Linked DNA regions of Mus musculus: region 2 is linked to region 1. Evidence: chromatin contacts called from public Hi-C data. All regions are on one chromosome and are shown on one strand. Each heading gives the region's core, a stretch centred on a gene start, on an enhancer-like site or on the middle of the called end of the contact. The rest is flanking DNA. Distances are from core to core; before and after follow the strand shown. Region 1 overlaps Snx29 (sorting nexin 29). Region 2 overlaps Shisa9 (shisa family member 9).

Region 1 (4,763 bases), core at 1,870-4,369:
TGGAGGGCTCTTCCTGGAGATGGGGCCTATGCTAAAGGTGCAGGGACAAACACCCTGTCTCATCCTGGATGGCATCACCAAGTAATAGCAAAACCACTAAAACCCCAGTTTCTTTCCAACACTTCAGCTCAAAATCCATGAAGCAAGTCAAGAGTAGGTGATCCCAGCACTCTGGAGGTTGAGGCAAGAGGTTGAGGGTTTGAGCCCAGTCTGAGCTGTACAAAGTCTGAAAAAGGTAATGGCAACATTCTAAAAACTAGAAGGCTCTCAGTAAGTTTAGCACCAACTCATCTGGCAGCTAAACGTGGCTGAACTCGAAAGCATCATGACCAGGCCACACCTCACTTCAGGTCAGTGTTCTTGTCTCTGAACACAGAGACACTGATGTGGGATGCTTGGGTGTTATCCGAGACCCAATAACTGTGATTTAGTCCTTTCTAAAGCCTATCAAGAAAAGAAAGGTGAGGGTGTAAATCTGGAGAGTGTTGACTGTGAAAGTTTTAATGGCAGGATTCTGACTGTGCTAACAGGCCATCTACACGAAGCTGAATTGTATATTCTCTGCAGCCCAGAACACTGTGAGATGCAAGGTTGTCCGGAATCACCAGAGATAGTCTTTTGTTGCTCTACAGAGACTGTGCACATGGTTTACACATAAGCCTGAACAGGAGATTGGCTACATAAACATTCATGGAATTATAGAACACATAAGGACTGCTAGGAATTGTAATTTAGTAAGACCTCAATGACACATACATACACAAAAAAGATCAATCTTTAAGTATCATTCTGAAAGGAAAGAAATGCTACTTACATCTTTCACCTAGGCATCTTTTTGCTTAGGCAAGATGTCTACACTTTGTAGATTTACTTTCCCATCTGTCTACTATGATGGATAAATTAACAGCCAGGTTCCCAGTTGGTGGGAAATCCTGCTACTTAAGGTCGAAGTCTACCATGTCCAGATAGGTTTCCCAATACACACATACACACACACACACACACACACACACACACACACACACACACACACACACACACTGTATAGCCCTTGGAAAACCTTCAACTTCCTCTTTCCTGATAAGAACCCACCCAGGAAGTACCTGGAATTTCTGGGGTGCCTCTCCATACAAAAGAAGCATTCCTAGTACTTTAAACTCTAGCCAATGATTTCCATTCACCATGAAAACTCCTTTCCCCTCTCTACGATTCATATATAGCCTTGTCACCCCAAATAAAGTGTATTGTACAAGCTATTTCACTTACGATTGTCTCAGAGAACAGTTTTATTAAGTATCATCTAAAAGAAGAGGAACACTAAAATCTCAGGGAAGACTTTCCTTGGAGAAGCTCCCCGCTCCCAGCCAAACAGAATCCTGTAGACCCCACCTTTTCCAGACTCCACTTCATCCTTTCAACCTGGTGTGCAACAGCACTTGGACACCTGGAAGGAGTAGAGGACGTGGAACCATAGCTGGTCCCCAACACTCATACCACACCCAGTGAGCTCATACACTCAGGCTGCTTGCATGCAACTCTGGATTCCTAGTAGAAATAGAATGTGCATCTGACCTTGGCTACATTATCCGCTTTGGCCCATAGAATGTCAGAGTACTGGGAAGCGCCTTTGCAGTCAAAGTGGACTTGCTCCTGGTCCAAGACACAAAGGATAAGAGGTGTGGGAGACCTTATCCCACCACAGCCTAGTGATAAGCTCAGCCTAGATCAGCTAAGTCCCGGGCTGGCGAGTCCACACATATGTGAACAAGGACATGCAAGATGCTCTGGTGGGCTGTTTGTTGTGCCACATCACTATGGCAGTAGCTGACAGATACACTGGGCTCCACTAGGCCTAAGTATATAAAGTCAGAGTGTGTCTGCCGGATTATGATATGCTCTTTGTTTGCCATCTTGCCATTTCCCATGTCTCATTTAATCCTCTCAGAACGATGCAGGGAAGACCAAGGCTCAGAGAGGCTTCTAGACGAGCTTGTGGTGACTCTATACTCAGGTCTGTGGATCTCAGAGCACAAGGTTTATCTCTACTATGTTTATGCTGCCTCCCTCCCAGCCTCCATCTTGTTGAATGAGTTCCATTTCTCTCTAAAGGAGGGGTTCTGGGCTAAAAGGAGGAGAAATGCAAATCACATACACACATACCCACAAAAGATGACTGCTATCCCCATTTTGCAGATGAATAAACTAAGGCCCAGAGAGCCAACTCTGACAGAAAATGCCATGCATTTAATAGCTACCTTTAGCTTCAGAAATCTTCAGGTGCCCTACTTCCATGCCTGTTTCCAAGCAACCAAATCCTTTTTCAAACCATGGCCTATATGAATATTTGACATTTAAAAGAGGAAAGCAGAGTTTCTCTGTCTACAGCCAAGTCCAGCAGATCCCTGCCTGATCATGTATGCCAGGGTGGACCCCAGTTGTACTAATAGAGTTCTGCATCAGTACCAACCTCACTCACCCTCACTTGCCTTGGCACCCCTCCCTGCAGCCCTGAAAGCCTAGGCCCAGGTCCTGGTCATGCCCAGACTAAGTAGTCCACTGAAACCCCTGTTCTCCTTCCCCTGCTAGGCATCTTCCTAAGGCATTTCTGCCTGTGTCTACATACAGGGCCTCTCCATCCTTAGCTTGCCTCAAAACCCTGCACATTCCCCAGACTCTGCCCACATGGCTCCCATGGCTCTTCCACACTCTACTCCCCCCACCTTAAGGAAGCTTTAGTGGCATCCCCACCTAACATTCCTTCTGTCTTACTCCCTATCTTCCTTTTGGCTTCATGAGTCCACACCATGCTTATTTACTGACTTTTCTGCCTTCTCTCTTCTAAAATGCCAGTCTACAAATTTTATTCTCCACCGTCCAGAACCCTGGCCATACCTGGCCAGTGACAGATGTTCAATGGATGCCTTTCAAAGGGAATGAACAAATGGGCACACTGACATCTGCTGCATGTGTGACTGTGCAAATGCCTCTGACCTCTTCCAGACAATGGGGAGAAAGGACTGGTGTTTGGTGCTCCTGGCAGCAATACATCCCTGGAGGTAGTTGGTGGGAAGGGAGATGGATGAACGGACGAGAGAGGGATTCAGGAAGACAAGGATGCGGGCAGGAAGCAGACAGATGGAATTAGCAGGGTCCCTGCTGGTACCTACCTGCCGAAGCTATGTCTGCCCATGCTGATGCTGCCTGCCAAGGAAGAGATCTTGTGGGACCCTCCCCTCACCCTCTGCACAGAGTTTACAGGACACATGGGAATGAGGTCACCTGCTACTCACACAGTGAAAATTTGGAGTTTGAAACTTATCGACTGAGACAAAGGGAGCAAAGGGTGTTAACCAAATTTACAGAGGGAATAATTTAGGAGTGCTGGCTACTGTGCTGCACGAAGAGAGATAAGTTCTTTCTGGGATGGCAGAGGAACCTACAGAGCAGGCAGCCATTGCCACCTAGAGGTCAGTCACAGCCACAACTGACAATGGTGTCCACAGGGCAAGCAGAAGTGGCCTTGGCCTTGGCTAGCACAGGCCTGAGTGTGAAAGGCCCAGCCCACAAGGCCAAGAGCAGTGGGTGCTTTAGAAAACACCAGATGGAGAGCTGGTAAAGTCACGCAGTGCCACACAAGTTGAGAACTCGAGTTCAAATCCCCAGAGCCTGAGCCAGACATGTATAGTCTTCCTAGACCCAGCACTTTCCAATGGGGAGATGAGAGGCACAGGCAGGAAAATCCCAGAATCTTGTTAGTCTACACATGACGTGGAAAAACAGTAATGAGGCCCTGGATCAAATCAAGTGGAAGGCAAGAACCAACACCCAAGGGTGTCCTCGGACCCACATAAATGTATGAGGATATATACATGCAAACATACACACAAGAAAAAAGAAAAAAAGAAAATTCCAGATGTAGACTAAAGTCTTACTGAGCCCTGAGCTGGCTGCCGATCTCAGCGAGACAGAGGGTCTGCATGAACTGGTGGCTTTGGTGTAGGAGAGGAACAACTGGCCCAGTGAATGAGCAGGCCTCCCAGAGTGCAGAGGAATGCTGGTCCAGAGAGGAATGACACCAACTCTCTCTCTTCCTTTCCTAACTAAGTCACAAGGCAATAGGGCCTGGGGGCACGAGAGCACAGGACTCTGCTGAAACCATATCATTGCATCAGATAGAGGCTTTCTGGGGTCAGAACGCTTGTAAAATTCTGTGTGTGCCTTGGGGGCTTGTACCTGTATAGGGAACACACACTGCCTCTGGGTCATGTGATCTGAGCTTTACTTTTGAGGATCTTCTGTGTCTCTGCCCCCTAGGGCCCGAGGAAGGATAAAACTTAAGCCACTTGCAAAAACGAAGGCCATTTCCAAGGTCAAGGCAGCACTCTTACTAGCAAAAGGGCTCAGAAACAATAAAAGAAATGATAGCCAACATTAGAATAAGACACTGTTTTATTTAACCACTCAATGTTGAAGGTTAGGCCTGTGAATATCTATGGGAGGAGGGTCACAGTGCCCATCCTAACAATACTGACCACAGCCTCACTAGCACCCCAGCACCGGCATAGCTACACTAGGGAGAGATGCAGGAACCAGTTCCCAGGTAAGGTGCCCTCCTCCCACCTCAGTTCACTGTAAGATGGGGAACTGGAAGCCTGGCTGGCTACTCCCTTGACCTCCCCTTCTCCAAGCAGGGTGTGGGGTGCTCTGAGAAGACCTTCATTGCCCCAGCTGGAGGGCAGGTGCCCTTTCTGGACAGCTCAGCC
Region 2 (5,239 bases), core at 1,595-4,094, 350 kb before region 1:
TTTCTCAATTGGTGATCAAGTGGGGAGGGCCCCTTGTGAGTGATGCCATTCCTGGGCTGGTAGTCTTGGTTCTGTAAGAGAGCAGGCAGAGCAAGCCAGGGAAAGCAAGCCAGTAAAGAAATCCCTCCATGGCCTCTGCATCAGCTCCTGCTTCCTGACCTGCTTGAGTTCCAGTCCTGACTTCCTTTGGTGATGAACAGCAAGGTGGAAGTTTAAGCTGAATAAACCCTTTCCTCCCCAACTTGCTTCTTGGTCATGATGCTTGGGCAGGAATAGAAACCCCGACTAAGACACTGTCCAAGAGAAATTCGACAGATAGCAACGGAGGCAGGAAATGGAAGAGGATCAAACCAAGCAAGGCACAATTGAAAGGCAAGTCTCAGCCTCAACTTGAGGCAAGAAAAATGGGTTGTCATATCCCTATGGTAGTTTAGTGTCCAAGGTGGCTCCAATTGCCCAAGGAGATCTCCTGAACAGAGTTTCTTGGGGAGACATGAACAAAAGTCTACTCACCACAAACAGAGCACCTATAACAGAATAAAACATAATTCCCCCCAGGTTGAATTTGATGAAGCAATTAGTTTTAATGTTAATTACAGGAACACAGTGGACCACCAAAAAGCCCTGCCTAGCATGGGCAATGATTCAGGAAACTGACTCACAGGAGCTCTTTCCACCGCTTACACTCAGCTTCACCCAAACCTCTGATCTCCCCAGCAATTATTTAATGTTGTTATACAAGTCTTGTACGTTTTAGGGACATACTCAGTCTTGTAAGTTTCCTTAGCTTCCTGGGTTTCGTGAGTCTTGCTCATAAAACTTCAGTTCAGAAGAAATCTCTGTCAATGGTCACAGAAGCAAAGTGCGAAGAAGCCTGCCACGGAAATCATAGGCAACCTAGATAGAATGCGAGCACAAACCACCCAGGCACTGTCACACCTATCAAACAGCAGAGCACTTTCGCAAACTTTAGTCTTTAAACCTGGAGAACCAATTTGTTTCCTATTAAGGTGGAAAAAAAATCTATTTATCTTTTTGGATATCATAAAGATTATTGAACCATTTACAGGAGTTGATTACTTAAATATGGCTTTAATCTATGGGAAATATCCACTTTTCCACCTCTAAAGAGAAAGGCACAATTGAGTAACTTGTCTATTAAACTCCATTTTTATTCATACAGACATTAGTAAATAAGAGAGATTTGACTGTTCTCCTAACTTCAGAAAATTGAGCTCAATTTTGGAGGCAAAATAAAAGGCATATGAGGTTTAATCTAAGAGTATCTACAAGAAGCATGACTGAAAACAATTCAGGGACTCTGATGTTTGCTGTAGCAGATCCTGAATCTGTGTCTCATTTCTTTCTTCTGCACAGAATACCTCTGTTCATTTCTTTGGTGCTAGAGGTGCCTCAGTAGGCTTGCAGAATGGCAAAATGACCTCCCCAAATTTGCTTGTAAGTAATAGCCAAAAGTCACTAACCTATTGGAGATTAAGTACTGCTATTATCCATCACTGCCTTCAGTAACACCCATACCACCTGCCAGGAATGTCGATATCTTTTGGGTCAAATTCATTACTAAATTTTACTTAGAAGTTAGAGGGCACATATCATGGTGCCTATATGGAAGACAGAGGTCAACTTCCTGAAGTTGTCTCTCCTTCAACCATGTGAGATGTTAAGATTGAACTCAGGTAATTAGACTTGGCTACAGGCTCCTTTGCCTGCTAAGCTGTTTCATCAAACCTTGATTCAAAATTTTAAAGAGACAGGCTACCTTTTCACCCCTTCTTCTGTGAGAATGGAACAACAGGAATATAGTGCAGGCACAACTTGACTGTGCATTGAGTATGGAGAGGGAAGAGTTAGGTACCTATATTAGTCTCATCTGTTTGTGCATCCCAAGTACCAGGGATTCACTAGGGAAGGAGAGCTTACACCATCAAGAGTTCACCCTGCCTGATACATATTTGGGAAAGTCATCACACCAGCAGGACAAGTGCTGTAAACAATGCAAGAAAATGAAAAACATCTTGCAGAAGGGCGTACCCAGTCTGGCCATGAAAGTTAAGGGAGACAGACAAGAGCTGAGTGTGACAGATAAGCATATATGTACAGGGGGTTCTATTGTGTGCCTCAGTGGGGGACTCTGGGGCACTGGTTAAAAACAGAAGATAAGGGCATCCAAAGAGAACTCCAGAAAATAAGGCTTAAAAGGTAGGCCAGGGCCATACTATGGGTGACAGTCTATGCTCAGAAAAGGAAAGGTGGTCTGGAGAGATGGCTCAGTGGTTAAGAGCACTGACTACTCTTTGAGAAGTTATGAGTTCAGTTCCCAGCAACCACATGGTAGCTCACAACCATCTGTAATGGGATCCAATGCCTTCTTTTGGTGTGTTTGAAGGCAGCAACAGCAACAGTGTGTTCATAGATAGATAGATAGATAGATAGATAGATAGATAGAACAAATAAATAAATATTTTTTTTTAATTTTAAAAAAGAAAAAAAAAAAGGAAAGGTGGTTCTCTTGGGTGGCAAGACAATCCAATGAGCTGCTACCCATCAGAACATTCTGCAGTGATGGAAATGTTCTAATCTGCACTGTCCAGCACAGCAGCCACAAATTAAATGCTTGGCATTTAGCTGGCGTGACTCAGAAATTGAATCTTTAATTCTATCTAATTTAATCAATTTCAATTCAAATTGTTACATGAGGTAGTTGGCTGCCATGTTGAACAGCTGCATCTAACCTTTCAGTTGTGAACTCTGGCCTGTAGCGACCACTCCATGAACTCCTGCGCAGTTCGGCAGTGTTGGTTGCACTGAGAGCTGCGCAGCAGGGGAGGGATGAGCCATCTCTCTTTGAGAAAGAATGCTTACTCATGCTGCTGTAACAAAGTAACACAATCGGATGATACAATGGAAACTCACTTCCTCACAGTTCCTGCGGCTTAGAAGCCCAGGGAAAGCTGTCACTAGACTTCACTTGTCTCAGACTTCACTTCTCGCCTTGCAGGGTCCTCATTTCTCTATTATCGTTCCTCCATTTGTATGTGCATTAGATCAGATAACCGCTCAGGAGAAGAGCCTACCTAGACCACTGACTTTGCGTCAATTAAATGGCCTCCTTAAAGACCCTTTCTCCAAATGAAGTCACATGGCAAGGTAACGGGGGTTAGGAGTGCATTACATAATTTTGAGGAGAGAGGGCACAGTTCTACAACAAAGACTAAGCAGGTTGAAGATCAGGATTTCTAACTAATCCTGAGCAAGAAAGTGAGCTCTAGCTCACTGTGGTTCTGGCTCCTTCCCTTCCATTGCTGGCCTTAATCACAGACCTAGGGAACACAGTGATTAGACAAACAGAAATGGAACAGATACATCTGAATTGCTCAACCTGAAGACAAGATCGAGAAAAACATGGAAAACCATGATTGACTTTTGGGGAGACAGAGGGAGGACTGATGAGAGACTTTTGGGGCTTCTGGAGAATTCTGACTGTGAAGAATAAGTCAGAAAGCAGATTGCATCCTTGCAGCTGGCTGGCCATCACTCCAGGGAGAACAGTGCTATGTGTGTGCAGCTAAGCCCTGCTGTCCAGTCTCTACCAGGGATAAATCAGGGCAGATACAGATTCTAGACTGACTGGTCAGCCAGTGTGAGGAACTCTGCCTTCTTGTACTCATTCCTTTTTTTCTGAGGTCACTAGGACTGATTGACAAGTCCACTCTAACCGTCTACACTGACACCATCACAGAAGTCTAATCTCTTCATAGCACAATGAGCACTCAGCCAAAACTAGCTCTCAGCCCCAGACCGGAAGATATTTGAGGAGTCTAACCTTTCTAAGAAAAACAGCACAGCAGATGACAGAGTCTAGCAACAGCAAAAACATTAGATCAGATGGACTTAAAATAGACAATTATTCTTTTAGTGAAGACTTTAAAAGTAATGACTGAACAATATAAACTAAGGAGTTTCAAAGAAACGAGTTTAAACATTCAGGAATGAAAATGTTAATAGAAAGTCTACAACTAGTGGATAACTGAACTCAGAATACACAGAGCTGAAGAATGAGGTAACCAATGGCAGGAAGAGGAGATCCTCAACAAGGAAGAAAGGTGACAAGAGAGAGATTAAGAGCTCAGTGGTATGAAAAAGAAGACAGCCACAGACGCCCAGGAGAGGAGTGAAAATTAGGAGGGGCGAGTACCTAAATAGAAAAAAAAATAGTTCTCCAACTTTTTAAAAGTTCCTAAGACTAGAAATGAGGAAAAATGCCTGTCTAGGCTAATTGCAGTAAAGCAGAGTTTATCAAAGATAAAACAGAATTCTGTGAACATCCAGGGAGAAAAAGCAGACCAAGGTGGTGGTGGTGGTGGTGGTGGTGGTGGCTGTGCTGCTGCTGCTGCTGCTGCTGCTGTCCTTGTGGTTACTACTGTTGCGTTGCTGCTGCTGTTGTTGTTATCGTTGTTGGTGTTGCTGCTGCTGTTGTGGTTGCTATTGTTGTTTTAATGGAAATGAAAATATTTCATCAGCAATAATAATAATGGCAAGAACACATGAGAACATTTTAGGGAATGTTTAAAGTAGAACAAAATATTGTGTCCAATTTAAACTGTCATTCAAATATAAAACTATGTTAAAATATTTTCAGACATAGAATACCTCAGATATTTATCATAGAAAATTTCAAATTAAAAACACTCTTCAAGGGCTGAGGAGATCCCTGGGGGGGGGGGGTGTTAAGAACATTTGCTACACCAGCAACAGGACCTGAGTTCAACTCTCCTGCCTTCATGTAGCAAGCCAGGGGTGCCTACATATCTGCATGGAACGCCAGTGCTATGGAGAGTGGAGGCAAGAGGATCTCAGGATTTCCTGGCTGCCAGTCATAGCTCCAGATTCAATGAGAGACTCTGTCTCAAGGCAGTTAGGATGAGAGTAACACAGTTGGATGCCCAATATTCTCTTCAAACCTCCACATTGACACAGGTATATACACACACACACACAAACTTTTGCATAAACTACCTAAATAAAAGGAAATACATACACCTGCAAGAAATTGTTGCTGTGTTGACGATGTTTTTAAAGAAGAATAACTAAGGCCAAGTAAAAAAATAAAGAGGAATTACACTTGAAGAACACAGAATTTTTGTTGTTGTTGTTTTTTAACACATTTTACTCTGCTGAGGATCAAACTCAGGACCTTGTGCATGCTAAGCAAGTTCTC

The links. Hi-C and Micro-C count contacts between places; a contact is called where the count stands out from the background.
Region 2: a contact with region 1 is called in a Hi-C map of the N1E-115 cell line, with 2.1 times the contacts expected there. The contact joins two enhancer-like sites. A contact is called at or near these places in 1 of 484 Hi-C or Micro-C datasets (the N1E-115 cell line) and 1 of 9 other capture datasets (embryonic stem cells).

Annotation. Positions count from the first base shown.
Region 1 is chr16:11,696,612-11,701,374 of GRCm38.p6, reverse strand. All of the region lies in intron 18 of Snx29 (sorting nexin 29), which reads right to left. Among named protein-coding and RNA genes, the nearest start is that of 4833415N18Rik, 81 kb to the left of the region's middle. Within about 2 kb of position 3,119, at least 12 of the 459 cell types and tissues checked have an H3K27ac peak or open chromatin away from gene starts, as enhancers often do. A contact at or near this core is called in the N1E-115 cell line, where this site is marked.
Region 2 is chr16:12,049,111-12,054,349 of GRCm38.p6, reverse strand. The region is part of intron 2 of Shisa9 (shisa family member 9); the gene reads right to left. Among named protein-coding and RNA genes, the nearest start is that of Shisa9, 68 kb to the right of the region's middle. Within about 2 kb of position 2,844, at least 16 of the 459 cell types and tissues checked have an H3K27ac peak or open chromatin away from gene starts, as enhancers often do. A contact at or near this core is called in the N1E-115 cell line, where this site is marked.